Linked DNA regions of Ovis aries: region 2 is linked to region 1. A link is a contact called in public Hi-C data. All regions are on one chromosome and are shown on one strand. The core of a region is the stretch at or near the end of the contact, and the rest is flanking DNA. Distances in the headings are between cores, read along the strand shown. Region 1 holds the start of PDS5B (PDS5 cohesin associated factor B). Region 2 holds the start of BRCA2 (BRCA2 DNA repair associated).

Region 1 (4,456 bases), core at 1,091-3,590:
GGCACAAAAGTTATTTACGAAAAAATAAAAGGCAATACAAACACTAGGGCTTCCCTGGTGGCTCAAGTGATAAAGAATCTGCAAACACTAACTTGTCATTTAAAATACTTGTGTAAGTAAAACCCTGAGGATAGTTTTTTTAATGATCAGAAAAGGCCCCCCCCCAAAAAAAAACTACTCCAGTAATCAAAGAATGTCTAAAGTGCACTCTTTCACATACATTTGTAAATTTATTTTGAAACAATAATGCTCTATTTTAAGGGGATATTTTTTAGTTAAGTTTGTCAGAATAAATCTTCCTCAACATAGAAAGTACCATGTTGAAACTTTCATCTATAAATCACTATAAATTTTAACTAAGTTTTCTGCTATCACCAGACAATACCAAATTAATTGTTCCACAAACTGACCTGCATACATTTTATTGTCCCTAAAACTGCTAACATCTCTGACATACGGACAGCCTAAAGTAAGTGTCCTTTCTAGCCCCCTTTTTTTCACTTAATACCATTTTTATGTTTTTAACCATTTTATTTGACTACTACATATGTGAGTAGGATCCTCTGGAGAAGGATTTTCTTTTTCCAGTACTCTTGCCTGGAAAATCCCATGGGCAGAGGCTCCTAGAGTCCATGGGGTCGCAAAGAGTCGGACACGTCTGAGCGACTTCACTCACTCATACGTGAGTACGGAAAATGCTCTATCTTGAAACTTCACTTACATGTGTCGAGAACATGATTACACTGCCATTCAAATTTTAAATAATTATGATTTATTTACAGCTCGTCTCATATATAAACACACTTGAATTGTTAAAGGTTATTAGGAAGACAGCAGAAGACCCCAACTCACTCAAGACCGCAGACCCACCTTCTAAATTGAAGGCTACATCCAACGTTTCCGAAATGGTTTACTAAGCAGGGTTTATAGGGTGGTTCAGGACAGAACTGCCCATCCATCATTCCATAACAGAAGTGTGATAAGAGCATTCAAGGCACGTTCTCCAAAATGAGATAAAGGGTTCCCTTTTGGGGTTGGCTAAGATGCCTAAAACGTGTGTTAACTGGTTAGGGACCTGCTCTTCCAAACCCTACCCCGAGTTTACACCGGCCACAAATGGAACGCAGGAAGAGGTAACTCTGAAGACGAGGAGGTGCCGGGATTCAGGATTCAGATTCATTTGCCTCGAATAACTGGACCGCTGCTGAGCGCAGCTTTAACGCATATACCAAAAGGCAGCCAACAGCTAGAGAACCACACACCAAATCCTCCCGATCAGAAACTTTTCAGGTTGTCACCCAGACAAGAGACCGCACGAACGTCAACTCCTACAGCCGCACACGGCTGGCACGGGTCGTTCCGACTCGGAGGCTTCCTAAAGGAAACCCACCCCCGGGTGGGACTCCTTCTCAAACCGGGTCCTCGGGTGCCCCCTGCACCAGCTGCGGGAGGCGCGGCAAGCGCGCTTTATACCTCCAGACGCCGGCAAGTAACTGTACGAAAATGTCACTCGGTCGGCCCACGGTCGCCGCCCGGAGCAGAGGAGCTGCGCGGCGCGGGGGACCCAGCGGCGGGGTAGAGGGCGCCGAGGCCGGCACAGCGCTCGGGGTCCAGCCGGGACCCGCGCTCCCCGCCCCTCTCCCGGAAGGGGGGGATGGAAAACCCGCCCGCCCGAGGAGGATTCAACAGGAGCGCCGCGCCGCCCGCCTGCCGCCCGGGAAACAGCCGCCCGCCCGCCGGCCGGCCGGCCGGGCGCGGGGGGGAGGGGAGGGGAGGCGGCGGGGCGCGGGCTGCCGGCGCGGACCCCCGGCCGCGCGCAAGGTCACCGCCCCGCCGCCCTCGCCGCCGCGGGCGCCCCGGCCCGGCCAGGGCGGCAAGTTTAATTTCCAGTCGGCGGCGGCTGGAGCCCGCGGCGTGGAGGGAGCGCGCCCGCCCCGGGGCCCTCCCCACCCCCACCGGGCAGCCCCGGCCCACGCCCCCGGCCCGCGCCCCGCTCCTCCCGGCGCCGCCGCCGCCGCCGCCGCGCAGCCGGCGGCTGCAGCCCCCGATGCCGAGAGGCGAGTCGCGGCTGCCAGGCGGGCGCCGCTTTGAGCCCCGCCAAGACACAGCCGCGGCGGCGGGCGCTGAAAAAAATGGAGCGCGGCGACCGGAGAACAGAGAGGTTTTCTCTCCCCGTTAACTGAATTGTTTCCTACCTCCGGGTGCCCGACTCGCTACTCCTCTCACTCCGCCGCTCTCCGGGATCCGCCGCCGCCGCCGCCGCATCCAATCGCCTCCTCCCCCCCTCCCCTTCCGCAGCCAGCCCGGCCGTTCCTCCTCCTCTCCGCTTCAAAATGGCGCCAAGCGCTCTTCGGCGGCTGCTCCAATCGAACCGCCGCGGACAGCACCCGGGGGCAGGCAGAGCGCCGCGTTGGTGCGCAGCGCCCCCTACCGACCGGACGGCCCCACGCGCGCGCGCGCGCCCGCCGGCCCGCCCGTCTCCCTTGCGCCCCGCCCCGCCCGGAGCGCGTCCCCGCCGCCGCTCCGCCCCGCCCAGCTCGTCGCGCGCGCACGCAGCCACACGGGCACGCCGCCGCTGCAAGACCCGCAACTGTCAATGCTTTCTCGGCCTCTTAAGGCTTTCTTGACTTTTCCCGAAAACCACACAAATTGTTATATATTTCTAGCTTTATGGATAAAAGTTGGAAATTTTTCAAAACAGTGAAATTCAGTACGAATGTTGTGTTAAGTAAATAAAATTGGTGTTGACTACTTTGCTCCTTTACGTTTGAGATGACGTAGTCATCTCAAAATGTCATAAAATAGCTTTTTTCTCCACTATGTATGTTATGTCTTTAATTAACCCCACAGCTTCCCCATTTTCAGGTATTGTTTAGGAAGCGGGAGGATGGAGGAACATAGTAATTACATCTGTAACAAAGCACTCCATTCATTCGTCCTATGACAATTGTTATTGGAGAAATAATCTGAAGATCACCGGACGCCTTCCAGAAGCTGGGTTTCTAACCCCCTTCACCTCCAGAAGGTGCCGTTCCTCCCACCTTCAGCTGTAAGGTGGTATGTTAAAGTTGATCTGTCGATTACTATTAGGATGGAGAGAGGAAAAAATAACTTTAAAGGCCTCAATGAAGCATAATTGCTAACGAAACTGTTTTATGGAACAGCCAATCGATTAAAGAAATTAGTAATATAAACTTTCATTTAAAGCAATGCTTTGGGAAAATTTGAAAAGTTGGTGTTAAAAGAAAAATAAATTTCTGTGGTAAGGGCTTTTAAAAAAAAACAACCAAATATGGCAGCAGGGTATAAATGGGAAATCTCTGTGCCTTCCTCTCAATATGCTGTACACTTACAGCTAATCTAATAAAAATAGAGTCCAAAAAATAACCAAGTTATAATTTATCAGGAGCAATATAAATGAAAGCGGCATCTGTTGGCCCATGCTTCCATCAGCTTTCCACTAACATTCCACTAAAAGATTATTTTCCTTTCCGTAGGGATTGGCAGATAAAAGAGACAAGGAGGAGAAAGGCAGTGTGATTTCCACACAGGGAGAAGAGCTAGAAGGGAAAGGATGCCACAAAGGGAAATAAGGTTAAGTGTTCCAAGATGACTTTGCCTACAATACAGCTCAATGCCAAAGCCACCAAACGTAAGCCAAGTCAGTTTCCTGCTGACTTTCTTTTTAAACACTGTCTTAGAGGTCTCATCTTGTTAAGCTCATTTGGTTAAGTCTTGAAGCATCTTTTACCTACCTAGTAACCAATGGTACTCCTGATCTCTGATACAGACATTATACTGGAAGTCTTAACTTCTTTTATTCTGAAGAAATCTCTGGGATCTTTGGGAATATATGTATATATGTGTTATCTACAGACTTGTAGAGTCTTCCAGATTTCCTTGGAGTTAAGTAGCATAGGTCACCATTATAATTGAGGTTCTGAGCTGCTGACTGAGAATTCCTGAATGCACTGAGCAGAACAGTCAAAGCAAAAACTGTTCACTCCTATCCAAGGTTAGCACTCAGCAGTGTGTGAAATCAATGGGCCTGATCCTGGTTAATGAGAGCAAACGGCACTAATTTACACTGTAAATCCACACTGTCCAAAAGAAACATGATATGAACCATGTATGTAATGTGAAATGTTTTCATGTTAAAGTGAAAAAAAGCAGTGAAATTAATTTTAATATTTTATATAACAGTATATCCAAAATATTGTCATTTGCATAATCAACATAAAATTTTGTTATTAATATACAATCACAGATAATTTACATTCTCTTGTTCATCTTGTGAATTTTACACTAAAAGCACATTTCAGTTTGTACTAGCTATGTTTCAAGTGCTCAGTAAGTACATGTGGTGGGTTTTCCTGGTGGTCCAGTGGTTAGGAATCTGCCTTGCAATGCAAGAGACACGGATTCCATCCCTGATGTGGGACGATCCCACATGCCA
Region 2 (4,456 bases), core at 1,374-3,873, 180 kb after region 1:
GTGACAAGTCTATAGGTACACAAGACATATAGACTCACAAATCAAGCGGAATAGATTCTCTGTTAGAGAACAAAATTTCTCTTATGTTCTATACTTAAAGTAGTGGTTCTCAAAATGTGGCCTGTGGACCACTTGAGGGGAGGTTCCCCAAGACCCTTTCAAGGGGTCTGTAAGGTCAAAACTGTTTTCATATTAGACATCATTTGCCTTTTTCCCAATGTTGACATTTACAGCAGTGGTGGGTAAAACTGGTGACAGCTTTGCCTGAATCATGGCAGTGGCCACAAACTGTACTAGGAGTTACTATATTTTTCATCACCATGAATTTGTTACAAAAAACCAAAAAAGCAAGTTTAACTTAAAGTGTCCTTAGTGACAAAATGGAGAGCACACATAAAACCATTTCTGCATACTGAAGTACAATAGTTATTTGGAAAAAGCACTCATGTGATGAGTTGTGAGTTGAATTAGCACTTTTCATGGAAAGCCATTTTTGCTAGAAAGAATGACTAAGTTATTCTGAGTTGGGTATTTGGTGGACATTTTCTTGAAATGTCCTGTTACTGCAGGGAAAACAACAGTTTGCTGCCAAAGATAAAATGTGAGTTTTCAAATGAGAATTAGAACTTTGTTCTCTGTCAGCTTGACATCTTCCCAACCTGAAAAGACTTTTCTGATGAGATCAGTGAAGTAACCAATGTGATTTTTTAATAATGTCTAATGGAATGTGTCAATATTTGGTATATTTGTGTAATTCAGAACATCAGTATTTTTCAAATAATCAAACCATGGATGATGTCACAACATGGGTAAAAGATTTATTCAGGAGCAAGAAAGACTAATTGAATTTAATGTAAAAAGAGTACAAAAAATTCATTACATGGTTTCAGATTCCACATTGCAACTTTTAAGAAACTCCCACTTAAGTTTGGTATAATACCAAAGAAAACTACCCACAATAAAGTGAAAACAGTTAAAAACACTCCTTTTTCTAACTACATTTTCTGTGTAAAGTATGGTTTTCTTCATATACTTCTATCAAACAACGTATTGTAAAGAATTAAATGCAATTCTTTGAAAATGAGCATGAAAATCCAGCTATCTTCTATTGAGCCAGATGGTAAAGAGAACTGCAAAATTTTAAAGTAATGTCACTCCTCACATTTTTCTTGGAAAAGTTATTTTTCATAAACATATTATTCATGTTAACATGCAATGAATTTATTTTTGTTATTAACTTAATGTTTTTAAAAGCTCTTAGTTTTAATTTCTAATATGGTAACCTAGATAAACAAATACTCTCAGTCCTCAATCATTTTACGAGTGTAAGGAGAACTGACAACTTCTGCTATTATGTTACTAATGCTTCTAACTTGCTAGAAAGTCTCTGCTTTAAAAACAGTGCCACTCATCAAGGGGCCAGTTTCCTCTTTATCCACCACAGGTTCTACACCGATCATTTGGTTAACTGTAAATGATTACTTTTCTGATTTATGACTTCATAAAGCACAGTTTATGGTGTAAACAAAAACGTTAAGCACTGGATTCTTTTCAACAAGCATGTATAATTACACATTTTTCTGAAAACATTTTTCTCTATGTAAAAGATCAATTCATATAAAAAACTGTTAATACCTGCTTTGTTGCATCGCGTCTTAAAAATGTCAAAAAAAGTTGGCCTCTCTTTGCATCCAATCGGCATTTTTATCTACACTATTCCTTCAAAGTTTGGTGAGTCTGCAAAAGAGAACACCAAAACACACTTCACACGTATGCAGTCCTTGCTAAGTGAGTCTGAGGTAAAACCGGAAGAGGTAAACCTGCCTGAAGCTACATTGTTTAAGACAAGAATCGAACTCACCGCGGGCAAGTAAGTATTCTGTATTTGTGCAGTCCAATAGAGCAGCCATTAGCCACATGACTCATCTCAACTGTGGCAAGTCTGCTCAAGAACAGAATTTTAAATTATTATTTAATCTTCATTAACTAGTCACGTGTGGCCAGTGGCTGCGCAGTTAGCAGAGGGCTATTAGATAAACACCGGGAAACAATTCCCAATCAGTAAATTTTCGTTAATACAGCAACTACCTGGGGACTAAGCGATGAGGCAGATACAATGTGCCACAGGCTATGAAACATTTTCCAAAACAGCAATATTCCGGTAAAGTAACTTCATCGTGATTCCAATGAAGGAAATTTCAGCCTGGGACATGTGGGCCGAGCGGCGCCCGAAGCTGGGCCAAGGAGTCCCCGGGAAGGGGCGGGACTGGAGCCTCCGGCCGAGGACCTGATCCCTTCCCCCTGTCGGTGCGGAACGGGAAAGGACCAGTGAGGGCAGGAGGCTCGGCTCCCACCCGAGCACCGGAGGCGCTCCCCGCTGCCTGAGACCGCGTAAGGCTGCCCATCTCCACTCTCCACCCCTGCCAACACTAACCGCCTTCAGAGGTGAAGCTGGTTTATGTTTTTGGCCAGAGGAGCTGAACAACGCACAGGTACTCAGATAAGAAACGGGATCGCTCAAGCTCCTTCGCGGACACCCACCGCCCCAGACAGCAAACTTCAGCAGCCGCACCTCCACCCACCGGGTTTCAGATTCTCGCGCCAAAAGCCCGCTCTCGGGATATGTCACGCGATGACGCCATGACGCAGCACGCAGCGTAAACGCCCACCGGAATCAGACTGTGGCCGCGCCGTCAGTGCTGCCGCTTGTGGCCAGGGATAAACCTCGCGTCAGTCCGGAGTCGCTAAAGAAAGAGCCGGGATGCTCGTTCTCTTCTTCCGAGCCTTCAGAGTACCAAGCCGCGCTGTTTGGAGGGACCACGCCCCATGTATACGCCCTGCCTTCCCCCTCCTCCGCTCCGTCTCTCGTTTGGATGGCCGCCCCCGCCCCCGACGCGGCCTGCGGTCTGTGAAGTCTTTGTTCTCTACTAAGAGGGCGTCGCCCAAAGTGGGCAGACGTTAGAAAACCCCACAGTGCTCAGTCGGTGCGGATGACTTCTTGCCCAACGGAGAGCTCCCTATAGAGTGGAAGGGGCTGAGATTTGAAGCCAGCGTACATTGGTTATAGACTGCGTGTTGCTGTTGGGCAGCAGAATTTCAAAAACCTCTGAGACTCTCCCGGCTTGAAAAGTTGTTAAGCCTATCTCAAGTCTCCTGTAGTTTTGGATAATACTTCCTCCTGCAGGCTTCCGTAGTATCCTTGACGTATCCTTGACGCTCCTAGGATACTAAGCACCTGTTTTGTGCCTGACTTGCTCTTGAAACTGCCCTGGAAGACAGCAGTCTCACTCACAGAGTATGGGCTATGGCTAGCACAAGGCTTAATTCAGGTGTTTACTGTAGGATCTCGAAAGCTTTCAACTGGATTCTGAAGGTGATAGTGGCTCATAGGCCTTGCTACTATCCAAAGGCTCCTGACCGACGAACAGTGAAAGCAACTTTGGATTCGAAAAAGGGTGCCATTTACTTGGTACCTGAGGTGTCATTTTAGTTTGATCATTATCCTTGGCTGTAGACACCTTTGCAATACACATAGATACAAAAGCTTATGATCATCTAGGTCTAAATAGCACAGATACCCAGGCCTGTGATCTTTAGCCAATAACAGCTACCTCTTAATGAGCATCTGTGAGTTATTCTTTATGCTTTATAAGTAATATCACCTTTAACCTTATGATCTTAAAAATTTTTGAGTATTGTCAGATGGGGAAACCGAATCATCCAGTTGATTTATAAGTAATATTACGTTTAACCTTATGATAATCTTATAAATTTTCTGGTATTGTCAAATGGGGAAACTGAATCATCCAGTTGAGTAAGTTGTCTAGTAAACAAGGCCCAGGTGGACAGAGGAGCCTGGCATGCTACTGTCCATGGGGTTGCAAAGAGTGGAACACTGCTGAAGCGATTTAGCATGCAGTGCGCAAGTTTCAGTTCAAGTCTTTTACTTAAGATACTTAACTATCCTGTGATTAAGTCTGCGTTTAACCTCTAAGAACAGTTTGCTGCTTTTCCCCTTTTGGGGAGAATTCTCACTAGAGTGGACTAATGAGAACGGTTGGCATGTTATACAACCCTCTGAAATCTATTTTTTCACTAAATACACTGTCCCGCCAACCCCCATAACTATGCTTCTTGCTGCTGCAGAACCAGGTTTTTTATATTTATGCATCCTGCCATAACACTGTCTTCTTTATGCTCACTCTAATAGTGCGGCAGCTCAAATTTTGCTGCTTGTATTCAATCTTTTTTATTTTTAAAACACAGTCTCTGAAATTGTAAGTCAGTATAGGAATAAATTGGAGCTTCCCTGGTAGCTCAAATGGTAAAGAATCTACCTGCAATGCAGGGGATCTGGGTTCGATCCATGGGTTGGGAAGAAGGGCACGGCAACCCACTCCAGTATTCTTGCCTGGAGAATCCCATGGACAGAGGGGCCTGGTGAGTTGCAGTTCAT

Evidence for each region. Hi-C and Micro-C count contacts between places; a contact is called where the count stands out from the background.
Region 2: a Hi-C map of hypothalamus shows a contact between it and region 1, with 4 times the contacts expected there. The contact joins the promoter of BRCA2 here to the promoter of PDS5B in region 1. A contact is called at or near these places in 2 of 16 Hi-C or Micro-C datasets (hypothalamus and tail adipose tissue).

What each region holds. Positions count from the first base shown.
Region 1 is chr10:28,788,483-28,792,938 of ARS-UI_Ramb_v3.0, forward strand. It overlaps PDS5B (PDS5 cohesin associated factor B), which reads right to left and starts at 2,341. Exons shown (of 34, transcript XM_027973013.3): 1 at 2,196-2,341.
Region 2 is chr10:28,966,936-28,971,391 of ARS-UI_Ramb_v3.0, forward strand. It overlaps BRCA2 (BRCA2 DNA repair associated), which reads right to left and starts at 2,624. Exons shown (of 27, transcript XM_042254798.2): 1 at 2,583-2,624; 2 at 1,636-1,737. The coding sequence starts at 1,702. It overlaps ZAR1L (zygote arrest 1 like), which reads left to right and starts at 2,646. Exons shown (of 8, transcript XR_009595259.1): 1 at 2,646-4,456.